Regions from separate parts of the Oryctolagus cuniculus genome. Here region 2 is linked to region 1. The links are chromatin contacts, called in public Micro-C maps. All regions are on one chromosome and are shown on one strand. The core of a region is the stretch at or near the end of the contact, and the rest is flanking DNA. Distances in the headings are between cores, read along the strand shown. Region 1 holds the start of ABTB2 (ankyrin repeat and BTB domain containing 2). Region 2 holds the start of NAT10 (N-acetyltransferase 10).

Region 1 (3,871 bases), core at 958-3,457:
GGAGGGCCGTTTGCTGTAGAATCCCCGGCACAGCCCCGTTTAGGCTGGGCAAAGGCTCTGGTCACAGCCTTTGCCCTGAAAGCCACGGCCTCTTTCAAAGAAGTGCAGCCCCCAACGCTTCCTTTCCCTCCCTGGATGCTATGCAGTTACCACCCCCCCCCAACCGTCCCCTTAATGCGCTTTACTGAGTGGGTCGTCCAGCCTTTCAGCAAAATCCATAATAAGGCGACAGAGGGTTTTAATCAACTGCTCACTTGGGTGATGACAGCTTAGAAAACTAGGCTCTGAGCACCAATACGTGCTTCCCGTGCTGGGAAGGGGATTCAGGAGCCCCCCAGGCCCATGATTCTTGGGCTCAGAGGGGTAAGACCCCCCCCCACTGCCTCCATCTCCCATGAGAGGGCCAACTGCGGGCATCTTTTCATCTGGCGATGCCCAAGGCACAGCAAATGTCTCTAACCAGACAGCGGCGCCCCTCTGCCCACCCCGCTCTCCCAAGACCAAAGTTTCAGAGCACTGGCCCTTTGGCTGTTAATACTGAGCTGCCCAAACCCAGGGACAGAACCACAGTCTCCCTGCCCCGTTGCTGGGGGCGGGATGATCAACTAGACAGCAAATTAAATAAGGCAAACAGTGGCAGGGCCGGAGGTTCCACTTCATGGGGAGTTCAGGAATGGCTTGGTCAAGAGGCTCACTTTTACCCTACCAGCGCACGTCTCCCCCCTCTGCCCGACAGTCACGATGCCACAATCGACCACAACTTCACCCCTCAAAAGTCAGCGGCGTGACACAACTTCAGGCAAGAGCCGGCCAATGACTTCCACCCGTGGACCCGACGCTTTCGCCCAAAATGCCGGCGCAGGCGCGAGGCTCCCTGTCCCACCTGTCGGGGGCTCGAGGCCGGCGCGCGCTTACCATTGGCGTTCTTGCCGCAGATGAGGTGCTCATAGGGCTGCAGGACGCCCCAGAGCTCGGCGTCGTTGTTGATCAGCATCTCCAGGGCCTCGGCGGACACCTCGCCGCCTCCCGCGCCTCCGCCGCCGTCGGGGCTCTGGCTGGCCACCACCCTGGCCCGGATCTCCTCCACCAGGTTCTCCATGCACGCGGTGAGCGAGATGGCTGCGTACTCGTGGATGCGCACGGAGATGCGAGTGTCCACCATCCAGCGGAAGAAGCGGCCCACGGAGAAGGTGAGGCCGCAGCGCGCGGACTTGCCCCGGCGCAGCCCGTCGCCCGCGCTCATGCTGTACAGGGACAGCGCCTTGACGGCCGCCAGCGCGCAGCTCTCAGCCAGCGCCCAGCTGTGCACCAGGCGCACGGCGCTCTGCACCTCGAAGCGGGTGCACTTGGCGTGCAGCACGCTCAGCCGCTGCGCCTCGCGGGCCACGCGGATGAGCGCCCGGCGGAGCAGCCCCGCCAGGCGCCTCACCGCCTCGGCCGAGAAGGCGGGCAGCCGTCGGCCGCCGGCGCCTTTCCGAAGCACCCGGGCCACGTCCCCCTCGGTCCAGGGGAACTCCTCCAGCTCGGGCAGCCGCGGGCAGCGCGAGAAGAGCTCGGCCACCTCGGGGTCCTCGGGCAGCACCGTGTTCACCGTGTCCCAGCTGTTGTGGCGGCTGTTCATGGAGCCGGAGTAGCACCACCAGGCCGCCCCGCGGTGCTGCTGCGCCGAGGAGTTGAGCGCCTGCGAGTTGGACTTGGAGGACGAGAGGCTGAGCGAGCGGCACGAGTCCCCGGCCCCATACCCGGAGTCCAAGGTCAAGTCCTCCAGCGTCTTCAGAGTGGAGCTGTACGTCCCGGCCATGGGGAGCCTGCCGGTGTGTGTGGGGTGGCCTCGCCGAGCGAGGGGCGCTCACAGCGCCATGCCCCCTTTCCCAAGTGCTCAGAAAGCAGCTCTAGGCTCTCCGGGACGCCGCGGGGCTCGGCGGCCGCATCGCCCGCCGGGCGGCAGCGGGGAAGACGGTGGCGAGACTCGCGGCGAGCCGGAGTCCTGGCGCGCTCAGGGATCCGGAGCGAAGCTGTCACCGGCCCGGCCCCCGGCAGCTCCCGCGCGGTACGGCCCCTGCCGCCCCTGGGCTTCCCTCAAGTAGGGCGTGAGTCCGCGGCCGAGGAGCAATCGGGAGAGCGCAGGGCGGCGGCGGCGCGGGGGCCAGCGCGCAGCGCCAGTCCGGGGCCAGCCGGCGAGAAGGCGCTCGGCAAACTTCTGCGCCGCGCCGGCCGCCCGCACAGCTGGGGACCCCGAGGCGGCCCGCATGCAAATAATCCCGGGCGGCCCACCAATCATCGGCCGCGCCGGCCAGGGGCCTGGCCCAATGGGTGGCGAGAGGGGCGGTCACTATGCAGATTTCGCGCCGCCGCCGGTGGAGCCCCGCCGCGGCGCAGGCGGGGCTGGAGGCCGAGGGTCGCGCGGCGCGGGCGGGATGGCGGTGGAGGAGGGGGAAGAGCGAGCGAGGAGACCAGGAGAGGAGCTGTCGGTGCACAGACAGAGAGGACCAGCGGCCGTGCGCCGAGCCCTTCCCGCGTTTGTAGGGAGAAGGGACGCCCCTCTGGGCTCTGGCAGCACGAGACCCCTTCTCGACCCAGGAGCCGGCGGAGGGGCCTGGGGTCTTCCGCGACCCCGCAGCCGGTTTTCCGAGGGCTTGGCTGGGGAGAGGGTCCCAACGTCGGGGTCTCACGGGATCCACGCCTTCCCGGGTGCCTGGCTGCGGGGCGGAGCCTTGTCGCGCGAGTGCGGGAGTTGGGGGCAGGTGTACTGCCCAAAGAGCAACAGCAGCCGAACCCGAGGTTTCCTTCGGGGGCCCGCGCCTGGAGCCCCCCGCCCGCGAGCAGGCGTGAGCCGCGGCTCTCCACGGCCTTGCCCACGCACGCGGGCGCCGCTGCACCTGTGACCCCTGCAGGGGCGCCCGCCGGGCAGCGGCCTCCAGCACTCAGCGGCTCCTCGGTGCTGTGTGCAGGGGTGTGACCGTTGGCCCGGGCTGGGTGCGCACTCGCCACGTCCGCCCCCTGCAGCTCCTCCCGGCCTGGCAGTGTCGCCGTCCCGCGGGTCTGTCTGCGCTATCGCCGCCCGCTGGCCACGGCGGGGCCCGCGGAGGAACTAGGGTGAGACAAGTCGGCGGCGATCAGACGAACCGAGGACGCGGTCGCGACTTACACAAGTGAGATCGGAAGTCCCGGCGGCTCAGGAGGCTCCAAAACACTGCCACGAGTGTGATAGCCGGGACGATGCGAGTGTCATCCTACGGGGAATGTCGCCCTCTACTGGGTGTCTCATGGAAGTACATGTTAGAAATGCTTTGCTCTCCGTTTTTCATCCTGGGTGCGCCCTGCAAAAGCAAGGCGAATATCGCATGCTAACCCAGGATTTAAAAATAAACCTAAAATAAAAAGGAAGCGCATCTGGGAACTTACAAAGGGGAGCTTACTGAGCGGAAAGGTTATTTGGGGAAATTAACTGGAGTGTTTCTTTGGGGAAAAGAGCCTTTGGGATTTACAGCAAGTATGTTTTTAACATTTATAACGTAGACAGCAGTATATTCAAATTACTTAACGCCTTGCGGTGTAAAGATAAGCAAGCGTGCCAAGTCAGATCTCAGAACCCTGTGATGTGAAATTCCCCCGCCAGGATATATACTCGTTCTCAAAACGTGGAGACGCAGCTGCAGCTCTTCCACAGAGAAACTGCACGGAGAGCAGGGGCAGAAGAACCCGATAAATGAAAAGACTTTAAAGAGACACTAACCAGTCCCGAGGTGTGGCATTTATTTCTATTTCGGTTTTTTAATTCAATAAATATTTAACATTATGAAACCTTTGGAAATCAAAACACTGTTACATCAGTGTCACTCTTGTGATGTGGCAAAGGGAGTGTGGTTAT
Region 2 (3,824 bases), core at 480-2,979, 210 kb before region 1:
TTCTAAGAAGGCTTGAGTGTGTTTTCTCAGTCTGTACTATTAGCATACCCTACTTTAACAAGGTGCTAATGAAGCCTAATTTTGTGCAACAGGCTGGATCTTTGTCCAGTGCAAGACCAGCAGTTTGTCTCTGGTCTAGTTAAGAGAGAGTTTTTAGCTTACTGTTTTGTTACCTTTCTTGAAGTACCATCTTTCCGTTTGGGAGACACTTAAGCCACTGAACTAAGGCTTCATTCAGCAAATTAGCTGGCATCATGCCAAAATACTAGGCATTCAGTGGTGACAAAAATCATTGTCGTTCCTGCTTTCATTGAGCATAGCAAATGCTGTGATGGAGCAGTGCAGTTGGTGGTAAGGACTATGACTGATGGGATATGAACACGATCAGGAAAGGCTTCATTGGAAGGAATAATTGCACTAAGGTTTGAAGGATGTGAAGTAAACTAGGCAGGTAAGAGAAGAGCATATTCAAAGACCTGATCACTAAGGAAACTGCTTGAAGTGGAAACAGCAAGGTTTAGTAGAGTGGAGAAACTGGTAAGGGCTAACTGGGTAGCTTTGTAGTTCTACTCCATGTTAAGTTTTGTCTCTTCAGAACAGTTAGAAACTTGGTTTTTAAGCTGTGTGTGTACTGTTTGGAGTGAGGGGATGGAAGTAACCTATTGCCATTTAAAGAACATTGAATGCAGAATAAAATGTATGGAGCAAGAGATAGAGGAGGCTTATTAGAGTAGCCCGCATGAGTCATGATTATAACATACAGGTGGGTGGTGGTGGTGAATGGGATCTGTACATTTCCTTTCACTAGCCACTCCCTCAGTTATCCTTTGCCAGTTTCTCCAGGTTTTGGTTGTCAGACTTGATTTCTAGCTGTAGTCTTCCATAGATGATCTGCCCAATCCCATGATTTTGAGTATGTTCAGTGTTTTCAGTCTCCCCTAAATATTTCTAGGCCCCAGACCCCTCAAGTGCCAACACCTGGATTCCAGATCAACCTCTTGATGATGCTGCACCAGCTGCTTTTCATTCAAATCTTTGCTGGGGACAGGCCCTTTGGGGTACCATCTGATTTCCTTTCATACCCTGTAATCCTTCAGCAAATGCATGTGGTTCTACCCTGAACTCTGTCTTGCCATCTAGAACTTGGGACCACCACCACTACAACATGATAAAACAGGCAACTACAGTACCCTGTGATGGTTCTTCATGCTTGAACCCATGGTACAGATTTTGCACACCAGCCAGAGGAACCTTTTAAAAGACAGCAAATCGGGTTTTGTTACTCTTCTATCGCTCAAACTCCAGTGGTTTCCTATCAAAACTAAAGTTAGAAGTTTGGTCTGCATGTCCAGCATTATCTGGCCTGCTTTCCCACTGTGTTCTAGCCACACTGATTTGCCAAGTGTCTTACCATCTTGGAGCCTTTGCATATCTTTGGCGTGAGAAGGCTTTTAACTCAAATATCCTCAGGTTTCATTCTGGTCACAGCTCTTGCTCCAGTGCCACCACCTCACCTGCTTTTCCAGTCCACTCCTGGATACATTTAATCGCTCTTTGTGCACTGGCCTTTTCCTTAATAGCATTTAAAACTTACCCAGAATTACATAGGCTTCACTAGGAGCCGCAACATTTCGGTGACTCCTTGTGAACTCAGTGTAGCGTCTGGCATATTGACATTGAGTTGGAAGAGAACGTGATAACCGGTGTTGGACTAGATGGGTGGTGATAGAATCGAACTGTATTTGGGGAAGGGAAAATGAATTTGTCTTGGACATTCAGTTGTTAGTATCCAAGAAATGTAAAACATTTGAATCCCTAAAACAACGCAAAAATATAGATAACCCTTGTTAGGCGCTTGAGCGAATTCTCCCGGGAGATGGAGAGGACACAGCTGAAGAGAGCGTCCCAGGGCTGGTTTACCGAAGACCTTCAACCTTCCACGACCAGATAAAGGTCTAAAGGGGAATCCTCAAAGTACGACGACCGCCGTGGTGGGCAGAAAACGTACAGAATTCCAGACAGCTCCACAGGTTCAGTCCTGCGGGGATGGAGGGTCTAACGGTGAATAAAGCAGGCGTACTGGCTAAGCGGCCTCATCGTGTCCCGTTAAAATGTTTACATAAGGTGAATAAAGCTCGAGCGCATTCCAGAGCCATCTCGCAAAAACCAGGCTAACAAACCCCTGTCGTACCAGCATTGCGCTGCACCGGACCTACCCCCGGCACAATGGCTGGTGGCCTGGTGCTGACGGCTATATCTATATAAATACATGCCTGCTTAGCCCTTAGTGGCTGGAGCAAAGTCGCACCCCTCACCACAGCTACCGCTAGGACCGACTAGGGCACAGCTCAAGTTTAGGCAGGGGCTCCGCCTCCCTGTCCTGTGACGTCATTGGTACGCGACCGCATTAACGAAGGCCCCTTCGCTTGCCGTCGCATATACTGCCCTCGCGCACGCGCAGGCTGTCAGAGCCTATGCGGGACGAGAGGTGGCGGCCAGGCATCAGCCGAGGCAGCCTGAAGCGCCCGCCTCTCGTGGAGTTCCTTGCTTCCCCCACGTGCTTCTGCCGCCGGCAGGGATCGGCCGGGTTCGGGGCTCAGGTACCCATCGCTGGAGGGCTGGGGGTGGGTGTCAAGCTCCGCGTCCGTGTCCTCGCCATACTGGGAGGGGGTCGGCCCCAGGACCAACGTGCGGCATCGAGGCAGACACCCGGCCAGAGCGACTGGCCCTCGCTGGGCGTTCCTGGGTAGCCAGAGTCCTTTCCGTACTCGGGCGGGCTCTGGGGACCCCTGGCAGGGGGTCGTGGCGAATGGGTGCATGGCAACACTTGAGATTCTCGGAGCTGGCTCACACTTGGCCAGTTCTGCTCTGGGCTTTGAACTGAGGCGCGGTGATCCCAGGTCCTCCCTCGCTCCTACTTACCTCACTGTGCACGTTCGTTTCTACTTTTTATTCAGCCACGTGCAGGACTTGGTTTTGTTTGCCACGCACCTGGGTGGTGCTTGGCGCACAAATGCTGTGTGCAGTTAGGCGAATAAATAAGTGAGTAAAAAAATAAGCATCAAGGCCCTCCTCGTCCATTAGTCCTCCCTTGGCAACTTCGGCGTACGGTAATCTTAGAGCTCTATCAGATCCCTTATAGTAGCTATTATTTTACACCTAATTTTTACATCTAGTCTTTCCTTTTTTTTTTTTTTTTAAGATTTATTTATTTATTTGAAAGTCAGAGAGTTATACAGAGAGAGAGAAGGAGAGGCAGAGAGAGAGAGGTCTTCATCTGCTGGTTCACTCCCCAATTGGCTGCAACAGCCAGAGCTGCGCCGATCTGAAGCCAGAAGCCAGGAGCTTGTTCCAGGTCTCCTACGCGGGTACAGGGGCCCAAGGACTTGGGCCATCTTGTACTGCTTTCCCAGGCCATAGCAGAGAGCTGGATTGGAAGTAGAGCAGCCGGGTCTCGAACCGGCATCTATATGGGATGCTGGCACTGCAGGCCAGCTCGTTAACCCGCTGCGCCACAGCGTTGGCCTCTAGTCTTCCCTTTAAATACAAGGGTTGGATCTGGTGCCGCTTCTGAGAGCCCCACAGTAGTTAGGGCTAGAGGCTGCTCCCACCTCCCATAATTATTGATTGGGTTTCTGTGGCTGCAGCTGGTGAGGTTGTCGATGGGAACAGACTCAGGCCTGGGAGCCAGCCAGACTTGAGTGTGAACCTCACCTCACTTTTCTGCCTTGGGATGCGTTACATATAAATAGGGGCTCATGCTAGGGTTGGGAAGTAGGAAGGGGCAGTTATTAGTGTATGGTTAAGGTTCAGTTAATGAGCTT

The links. Hi-C and Micro-C count contacts between places; a contact is called where the count stands out from the background.
Region 2: a Micro-C map of ear pinna shows a contact between it and region 1, with 5 times the contacts expected there. The contact joins the promoter of NAT10 here to the promoter of ABTB2 in region 1. A contact is called at or near these places in 2 of 6 Hi-C or Micro-C datasets (ear pinna and an unstated tissue).

The regions. Positions count from the first base shown.
Region 1 is chr1:31,650,288-31,654,158 of mOryCun1.1, reverse strand. ABTB2 (ankyrin repeat and BTB domain containing 2) reads right to left here and starts at 2,207. Exons shown (of 17, transcript XM_008269616.4): 1 at 916-2,207. The coding sequence starts at 1,801.
Region 2 is chr1:31,864,722-31,868,545 of mOryCun1.1, reverse strand. NAT10 (N-acetyltransferase 10) reads left to right here and starts at 1,729. Exons shown (of 29, transcript XM_002709044.5): 1 at 1,729-2,600. It overlaps LOC138849271 (a long non-coding RNA gene), which reads right to left and starts at 2,398. Exons shown (of 2, transcript XR_011387858.1): 1 at 2,274-2,398; 2 at 1-1,736.